3 separate regions of the Mus musculus genome follow, and regions 1 and 3 are each linked to region 2. Evidence: chromatin contacts called from public HiChIP or PLAC-seq and promoter capture Hi-C data. All regions are on one chromosome and are shown on one strand. The core of a region is the stretch at or near the end of the contact, and the rest is flanking DNA. Distances in the headings are between cores, read along the strand shown. Region 1 holds the start of Scyl2 (SCY1-like 2 (S. cerevisiae)). Region 2 has its middle 13 kb from the start of n-TDgtc16. Region 3 holds the start of Cdk17 (cyclin-dependent kinase 17).

Region 1 (2,816 bases), core at 48-2,547, 1.5 Mb before region 2:
TAATCGTCTCTGACAGACAAAATGAATGATCTTCACATGTGCGTAGGTATATCTGAACAGAATAAAGCTCTATGTGTTCAGTTAGGCTCCTTTCCTTTGCATAACCACAATCCCCTTCTCCTCCAACCTTTATTAAGGAGGGGAAAGCCTTCAAAGTCGAAAAAGAATCTTCCAAGCAAACACCAGAACTGCTTGGGTTTTGTAATGGCTGACTGACTTACAGCATCTTTGTTAAATTGCTTTCTCTGAACAGAGGCGCACGACTCAGAAAACTTAAATACGGCGTTTCAAAGTGTCATCACACAATCCCTGGTTTTGATGTGCAAAGAAAAACCTCTAGCTGATAATTTACAATCAAAATCACTTTAAGGAGCTGGTCTGGAGTCTCTTCAATCCTGTTGAGAAAGGGAAACACTGTGTGTCCTTAATTACTGATCACAGGTAACGCGTCCATGCGAATCCCAAGAAGTTTCTGCAAGCTTTATCTGTCTAAACCTTTTTCTGTAGCTTAAACAGGCGCACTGGAGCCCCCATGGGGATTTCTTTCTCTCAAACCTTATCTGCCCCACCCACCTCACACACACAATAACCGTCCAGTCCAGAAAGACAACTACCATCAGAGAAAGGCGTCCGAAGTGCAGGGCCTTAGCCGGTGACCCCAGCTATCGGAACCAAGTATCAGAAACGAGGGGGGCTGTCTCAGCAGTCCCGGAGCACTGTCCAATTTCCCAAAAGGATACGGAGATCTCCACGGCGGAAACCCGAGCTCCTGCGCCAGCTCTGGGGACTCTCCCAGCAGCAGAATGACCCAGGCAGCGGGGCTCCCGTCGCCCGAAGGCCTCGCCCAGAGTCACCGGCCTCTGAGATCCGCTCCCTCCCGCTTCTCGCTACCTGGATCCGGCTTCCCGGGCCACCCACCGCCAGCCCGCCCGACCCGGCCCGTCACTAGGCAACAGTAGCAGCCGGGAGGCCCGGGGAGACCCGTAGCCCGCAAGCTGGCCGCAGACCCAGGTCGCCCGGTGCCCGAGACAGGTCACTCACCTCGCAGCCGGCTACCTGGAGGGGCGGTGCTGGGGCCGGTCCCCCGCCGGCTCCCTCAATGCCTCCGGGCTGTGACTGCTCGGGCCGCGCTCCTGGCCGCCACCGAACGCTTACTCCATCTCCTCCGTCACCCCCGAGTCCGCAGAACCCCGAGATCGAGGAGTAAAGGGGGAAGGGAGGGAAGGGACTAGGGAAGAAGAGCACGGTAGGGGGAAGAGCACCGAAAGACCTGCCCGCTCCTGCATGACGTCACTTCCGGGCGGTTCGGAAGGGTAAGGCTTGGCTTCCCTCCGCCCTCCCCGAGGCGGAGTGAGGCGGGGCTCCCGGGGCGGGGGTGGAGCCAGCCCGGGCCTCTGCTGACAGCCGTACCTGTGACTCTGATCACTAGTCTTCGCGGGCAAGACCAGCTTTCCGGGGCCCCAGGCTAGGAAGCCCGAGTTTCTGGAACCATAGAAGGGGATTCTCCAAGATAATGAGGACAGGTAACCAAATGTATATTGGAGATGACTGACAGTGACTTGATGGCTGGACACTGCAGCTCTGGTTGTGAGGCCCCTCCCCTTTTCTGTTTCCCAGGCCACCTGCCCTTGCTGGTCTAGTGACTGATTACATAGGACTCAGCTTTCTCTGACTTTCTGCTAAGTGACCTTAGAACCTAGAAAAGCCGTGCTTCTCACACAGGGCCGTGTTAAAGTGCAGATTCTGCTGCACAAGTAGGATCGGATGCTCTGCGTTTCTAAGACATTCTCAGATAACCCCGGTGCCACAGTTCCACAATTAGAGCAACAAAGATTATTTATCTTACGTGCTTAATGAAAGAAGTAAATTGTTCTGAAAAATATACCTAGGTGAAACTGGGCACAGCCTCTGTCTCCCTGCTATCCATCCAAGTAACCCGTACATAGTAGTAGGACTACTACCACCCTAACTAACCCTAACCCTGCCTCTCCTGTCTCTGCTCTGTCCCTGGTTCAGGTTAAAATGTCTTAAGATGGGTAATAGGGTAGATTCTATTACAAGAAGAATTGGAGGAGGGGGAGGAAGAGAAGAGGGAAGAGGATTATGGGGTGTGTGTGTATGTGTGTGTACATGTTTGTGTGGTGTGTTTACATGTTTGTGTAGGTACAGCTGTATGTACACACGCCAGAAAAGCTCGAGGCTAGAGGTTAGCCTTAGGAGTTGTTCCTGGGGAGCTGTCCATGTTTTTGAGACAAGGTCTCTAAATAGAACCTGGTGCTTTGCCTTTCTCTTATCTCTTCAGCTGTGAAATTAGGAGCACCCACCACCAAGCCTGGCTTTTTAATGTATGTTCAGGAGATCCAACTTAGATCTGCATGCTTAGAAAGTTATCATCTCACTAGCTGAGCCTTCTCTTTCCAGCCCCAGAAGGGTGGACTTTTATTTCTGTCCTTTTGCCAAGAGCATCTTATAAGTTATGTGTTGGTAATGTTACTTCTAGTTCTTCGTGGTCAAGAAAGGAAAGGCTTAGATTCTTGTATTCTGCACACAAAACATCTAGAAATCATGTTCTCTATATTTCAACTTTTTCTTTCTTACATGCTTTAATTTCATATTTTACTGGGGTAGGAGGAACTAGTTTATCTCTACTAAACATGAGTCTCTTTTTTGGAGTGATAAAATGGCCTGGGGTTAGATGATAGCAGTGATTGTACAAGGTTGCCAACGCACCAAGAAACACTGAATTAAACATTTTGACAGAATCCTAGTGAGCAAACCTAATCCTTTGCAGACCATGTGAGAATAGCTATCACAGG
Region 2 (2,700 bases), core at 196-2,695:
TGTACTTGTTGCCCTGGTGACCCAGATTTGCAGCATCCGTATCTTGAAAGTTCTCCATGCGCTCTGCTGGGGTCCTAACATTTTCCCTCTTCTGTGTTACCCCTGATTTCTTTGATAATTACTCCTTGAGCCTGTTGTATATTTACAACCTATAGAACTTCTTAACTACTGTATTGTTTGGTTTATGAGATAGGTTTTCTCTGTGTAGCCCTGGTTGTCCAGGAACTTGCTCTGTAGACCAGGCTGGCCTCACATATCTGCCTGCCTCTGCCTCCTGAGTGCTGGGATTAAAGGCGTGCTCCACTGCTGACCCAGTTACATAAAAGATAAGTTCAGCACATCTCTGGATCACAGTAGATCTGTGAGAAAACAAAAGTCCCACTTGGGAAAATGGGGTTGGGGGTTGGGCTTATGGGTGAATCATGGAAATACAGAATATCCTGCTTTGACATCGGGCAGGTGTGAAGCTTGAGTCATGTAGTAGACATCTGTAAAAAAAATCTAAGAGTGTGGGATGTGGGGCGGTGGACTGTGAGCGGAAGCCTGGTAAGGTCGAGCCAAAGGCTGGAAGCCCTGGTGACCCTAAGGGATGGTAGGAGCTTCGCTTGCTCCTGGCACCAGGCCCCTGTCACCTAGCCGCAGTCCCCCCCACCCCACCCCATACAGAGATTTGTGGCCATCAGTCACATAAGGGCAACACCCTAAGCCCTTCCACATGTAGGTGAGGCATCCCTAACATCTCAGACCAAGACAATAGGAAAAGAGATGTGACCACAGCCACATAGGCCCCAAAACAGAATTCTCCATTCTAATGAGGTGCCTCTAGAGGCCTGGAGGGCTTAGCCAGTAAGCTTCCCTTCCCAGACATTCCTCCCTACAAAGGGTAATCTCAGGCCCACCCTGAGAAGTGGGGTATAGTTTTATGCATTCATTTTATGTCATGACAATAAACTGTTTAGAACCATGGCCTGCCCTGCCTCTTTTCTTTTTTTCTTTTTTTTTTTTCGGTTTTGAGACAGGGTTTCTCTGTGTAGCCCTGGCTGTCCTGGAACTCACTCTGTAGACCAGGCTGGCCTGGAACTCAGAAATCTGCCTGCCTCTGCCTCCCAAGTGCTGGGACTAAAGGCATGGGCCATCACCGCCCGGCTGGCCTGCCTCTTTTCATCAAGATTTCCTGTGGGGAGCAATGAAGAAAGTCTTCGCCTACAGAGCTGCAGCCTAGTTTCAACAGAAGGCCTCTCTGAGATCCCAGCCACAACCGCCAGCAAGCCTGCTGCCACCAAGATGAGGACAATTATCCTGGAGAGACAAGCAGGAGCTTTCCCATGCCATGGCCTAGGCATTATCCCCGGCCTGTACCCCCCCACCCCCACCCCCATTCTCTGCTCACAGCCCTTGCCACACCTCAGACTTCCCTTTTACACTCCCCAGAGCAGTGCCCCGGGTGCTTCCCTACAGCGGGGCATCCGCCCAGGGATGGAGTAAGCACAGTCAAACTCCCTGCGTTCTGCCTGCCCAAGCAGCTGTGCCAGTGGCAGAGAGGACTCTGGACTACAACTCGACAGCGGGGCTTTTTCCCAGTTCCTTTCAAGTTCTGTAGGATATGTGTGTGTACTTTTGGTGTGTGTGTGTGTGCGCGCGTGCGCATGAGCGCGCGAGGTTTAGATGCTAGAGGTCAAAGCTAGATGTCTTCTTCAACTGCTTTCCACTTTTTGTTTGTTTGTTTGTTTGTTTGTTTATTATTGAGTCAGGGTTCCTACCTGAAGCTGGTGCTCTCTGCTTTGTTTAGATTATCTGGCCATGGACCTGCTGGGATCCATCGGTCTTAGCCTGGTTTTCATGCTGTACTTTCAATGGCTTTTCTACACATTTCTACCCTCGCCTTTATTTTGATTTTTAAATTCTGTTTTCGTGTTGTAAGATTTCATATGCTCATTCTCACATTTAGATCCTGCTTTCAGTATCGTATTTGGTTCTCATCTTATGGAAACAAAAATACTGTCTTTTCTTGGGGAGAACGTGAGAGGGTGCCATCTGCAGCATCTTCCCTCCTTTACAGTTTCTGCTTCCTTCCAGTAAATCTCTTCCTCCTTTCCCACCTCCTCTTCTTTTCCCTGGAGGTAGGGTTTTACCATGTAGCCTATGATCCTCCCTGGTGTTTGGATTGCTGGTAAGTAGCCTTATATCCAACGATGGTTCTCTTTTCTTTCTTCTACTGTTTTTTTTTTTTTTTTCCTTTGGCTCTTGTAAAGTTTTTTGTTTAGTTGGCAGGCTCCCATTAAGTCGCTCTGGCTACTCACACTGTAGACCATGCCAGCCTCAAACTCAGAGATCCATCCTATCTTTGCCTCTTCAGTGCCGGCCGGGATTAAAGTTGTGTACCACCACACCTCGTACTTGTGGAATTTTAAAAAAGTCCTTCATGGTCACAAGATGCTTTCTGCAACATCCCACTCACACATGACCCCATACAGAACAGGGAAAAAGAAGCACCAATACTGGCCTAAGCTCTCTTTATCAGGAAGCCAAGTCATAACAGAGTTTAACTCTCTATGTATCTGACTGGTCAGATATTTATGCCAGCCACATTCCCATCATGAAGAAAACTACAGCAAAAGGGAGGAAACACCACTAGAGGGTATAGAATAAGGCTGTGGGGAAAGACTCATAACCCGCAGTGTGTTTCTGCTTTAAGCATGT
Region 3 (2,700 bases), core at 110-2,609, 2.0 Mb after region 2:
TAGAGGATAATTATTGTTAACCTATAGTTCTGGTAATTTTGGAGACACAGGAGAACTCCGGTTGATATATATGAACCTTATGAGCTGTAGAAAACACATCCAGCTGTGTCCGACAAAGTTCTAGACAGAAGGGCAGGAAGTATCTTCAAGGAAAGGCGCATCAATCAGAAAAGATACGATTCAGAAGTCCTTAGTAGATAATGAGATTTAAAATATATCGTGCACTTCCTGGTGATAAGAACAGAAAAACAAAACATAACAACAACAACAACAAAAAACCCCAACCTTCACCCTACTGGCCTTTTATACCGTTAACCTTTTCTTGGTTAGGGTGTCCACATCCGGACCCTACTGTCTTCTTTCAGTTCTCTCAGTATTTTCCTCTGCCACTTAAGTCTGCTTTTACTTTAAGCTTCTATCCCTACTTGTGGAAAGAAATGGGCCAGGATCACTTTAGTTTGTCTACACATTCAGTTGTTCCTAACTGGGGAAGAAGAAAGTAAAAAGATTTACAGAAACTGGGCCAACCTCTTTGGCCTGCCTCCTTCAAGCAACAGAATCTAACTCACTGCAACAGTATCTCTTTCTGGGTCCTATAACTTAGCATTGACTCTTTCACAACACAGTTTTATTGTAACCATTTTAGTTCCCCCCTCCACCCTCCCCCCCCAGCCTAGAGCCAACAGTGTAATAACATTTAAAAACACTGTGGTTGAAATCAAAGCTTTGTGCGTGGGTGATTACTGCACTGGCCACGCATATCCAGTCACAGAACAGAAGAAAATTGCAGCAATCGACCGAGGTATTTCTTTGTGGGTCATCTGAAGCACTGTACTGAGGCAGGCATCCTGTGTACAGTAGCGCCTGGAATACTTCAAGCAGAGTTTTATTGTTGCGAGGGGACAGTGAGGGGCTGATTTGTGGCGATCGGTTCCTCACCAATCGCGATGGTCAGACACTGTTCAGCGTTCTGTCCACGGACAGGGTCTCCCTTGCTCTCCAGCCGCGTTTGAAGCCACGCTTGAAGTTTCCTGGGAATACCCCCCAGCCCCGCCCAGACCACGCCCCAGTCATAAGCCCCACCCCCAGGCAAGGCTCCGCCCCGCATGCCGCCGTCGCCGCCACCGCCGGCAGGGGTCGCGCTGCCCCAGGCGAGCCGTGCAGGCGGGGGTGGGGAAGCTCCCGCAGCCGGTCGCTTTTCTCCGCCGCCGCTGGTTGGATCGTTTCAATAAAAGTCTTTTTTTTTTTTTTTTCCTTTTTTCTTTTCTTTTTTTTTTTCTAACCCCCGCTCTCGCTCGCTCCGGGGAACAGGCGGAGGCGTCAAGCCGCAGCCTCCGAGCGAGAGAAAGCAACGCGCACTCAGACGAACGAGAGCGGCGGCTGCGGTCTACCCAGCGCCCGGCAGTCCGGCAGCCCGCGCCCCGCCGCCTCGCTCCGCCCCGGCTCGGTGGCCGGGAGTACTGGGCCGTCCGCGAGGCTCCGCGGCCCGGGAGCCATGTTGAGCGGGGGGCTCTGCCACGCGTGAGGCGGCCGGCGGCCCTCGCGGAGCGGAAGGCGCGAGGTTGGGGGGTGGGGGGAGGCCTGAGCCTGAGGCGCCTCGGCGCGTCCGCCACCACCGGACCTGCATCCGCTCGCTCGCTCTGCGCGCCCGCCGGTCCGGAGCCCGCGGTCCCCGCACTTGCTGGTGAGTTGGCAGCGGGGCTGGGCAGGGATCGTGACGCCTGTCAGCGGGCGGCTCGAGTGGGGATCTTGTCGGTCGCATGTCCACGCGCGGCGTGGGCTGCGGGAGTGCGGAGCTGGTTGGGGGACCTGGGGGGAGGGGCTCCATGCGCCGCCGCTGAGAGTTCGCAGCCGATCGAGGCTTCCTGGGGAGGCTGCTGGCCCCGTGGGGCGCCGGGAGGGGAAGAGGCGGAAAGTCCCCCCGAGACACAAAGGTCCCCGGGGCCGGGGTGGAGGCGCGGGCGCGGGGCGGCGGGAGTGGGCGAGGACGCGGCGCTGCGGGCTCCTTGGAGACGCGGGAGGCTGCGCGCGGGTGGGTGGGCAGCTCCGCGGGGGAGGAGCCCTCTCGTGGGGGAGCGGGTCGACACAAAGCTCCGGGCAGCCCTCTTGCTGGCGGGTCACACCCCTGAGTGTCGCTCCAACCGGAGGCGGAGGGACTGTGGGAAACCCAGAGAACCCGGGAAGAGGGGGTTGTGTGTGTGTGTGTTCCACCGTTGTCTTAGCCGCAGTTGCTTTTCTCGGTGTTTTTGTCCGGTTGCTTCTGCTCCCCATCTCAGCTGGGTGGCCCCAGTTTTCTTCCCCACATCACCCCCACGCTGCCACCTCGCCGTCCCCTGTGGTTCCCCACTCATTCTCTCCCCTACTTTTCACCCACTCCTTCTGGGGTAAGCGGTATTTTGCCTTCAGCTAGGGGAACGTTTGCTAATGACAGGATGCCTGACTTGGTCTGACCCTGAACTGCCTTGAACTCTTCTCTTTTTTTTTTTTTTCCTCCCACCCTTTCCTTTCTGGGATCTTCTGTGTCACATGGCCATTAACAATTAGCTTTTCTTCTTCAAAAATGGCAAAAGCCTTTAGCTGAAATCCGTGGCGCCTTTCCCTTATGTTAATGTGGCCATCGAAGACGACGCATCAGTGGCCCTGTTTTATCGCCTCCTGAGCCAAATTGATTCTCTAGACACAAGTCACAAATTTTGTTTT

Evidence for each region. Promoter capture Hi-C pulls out the DNA fragments that hold promoters and counts their contacts. HiChIP or PLAC-seq counts read pairs in DNA pulled down with a chosen protein or histone mark.
Region 1: a promoter capture Hi-C map of neutrophils shows a contact between it and region 2, with 4 times the contacts expected there. The contact joins the promoter of Scyl2 here to the enhancer-like site in region 2. A contact is called at or near these places in 8 of 39 promoter capture datasets (the 3T3-L1 cell line, embryonic stem cells, hippocampal neurons and 4 more) and 2 of 484 Hi-C or Micro-C datasets (B cells and pre-B cells).
Region 3: a contact with region 2 is called in an H3K27ac HiChIP or PLAC-seq map of differentiating embryonic stem cells, with 8 times the contacts expected there. The contact joins the promoter of Cdk17 here to the enhancer-like site in region 2. A contact is called at or near these places in 14 of 39 promoter capture datasets (the 3T3-L1 cell line, 3T3-L1-derived adipocytes, the C10 cell line and 10 more), 1 of 15 datasets of contacts at CTCF or cohesin (embryonic stem cells), 6 of 484 Hi-C or Micro-C datasets (CD8 T cells, cardiomyocytes, cerebral cortex and 2 more), 19 of 115 datasets of contacts at active chromatin or transcription factors (Th17 cells, astrocytes, bone marrow-derived macrophages and 13 more) and 2 of 9 other capture datasets (adipose tissue and liver).

Annotation. Positions count from the first base shown.
Region 1 is chr10:89,684,997-89,687,812 of GRCm38.p6, forward strand. Scyl2 (SCY1-like 2 (S. cerevisiae)) reads right to left here and starts at 1,298. Exons shown (of 18, transcript NM_198021.3): 1 at 1,042-1,298. 1500026H17Rik (RIKEN cDNA 1500026H17 gene) reads left to right here and starts at 1,367. Exons shown (of 3, transcript NR_130956.1): 1 at 1,367-1,523.
Region 2 is chr10:91,193,831-91,196,530 of GRCm38.p6, forward strand. No RefSeq gene overlaps it. Among named protein-coding and RNA genes, the nearest start is that of n-TDgtc16, 13 kb to the left of the region's middle. Within about 2 kb of position 1,446, at least 31 of the 459 cell types and tissues checked have an H3K27ac peak or open chromatin away from gene starts, as enhancers often do. A contact at or near this core is called in differentiating embryonic stem cells, embryonic stem cells and neutrophils, where this site is marked.
Region 3 is chr10:93,159,517-93,162,216 of GRCm38.p6, forward strand. It overlaps Cdk17 (cyclin-dependent kinase 17), which reads left to right and starts at 1,360. Exons shown (of 17, transcript NM_146239.2): 1 at 1,360-1,684.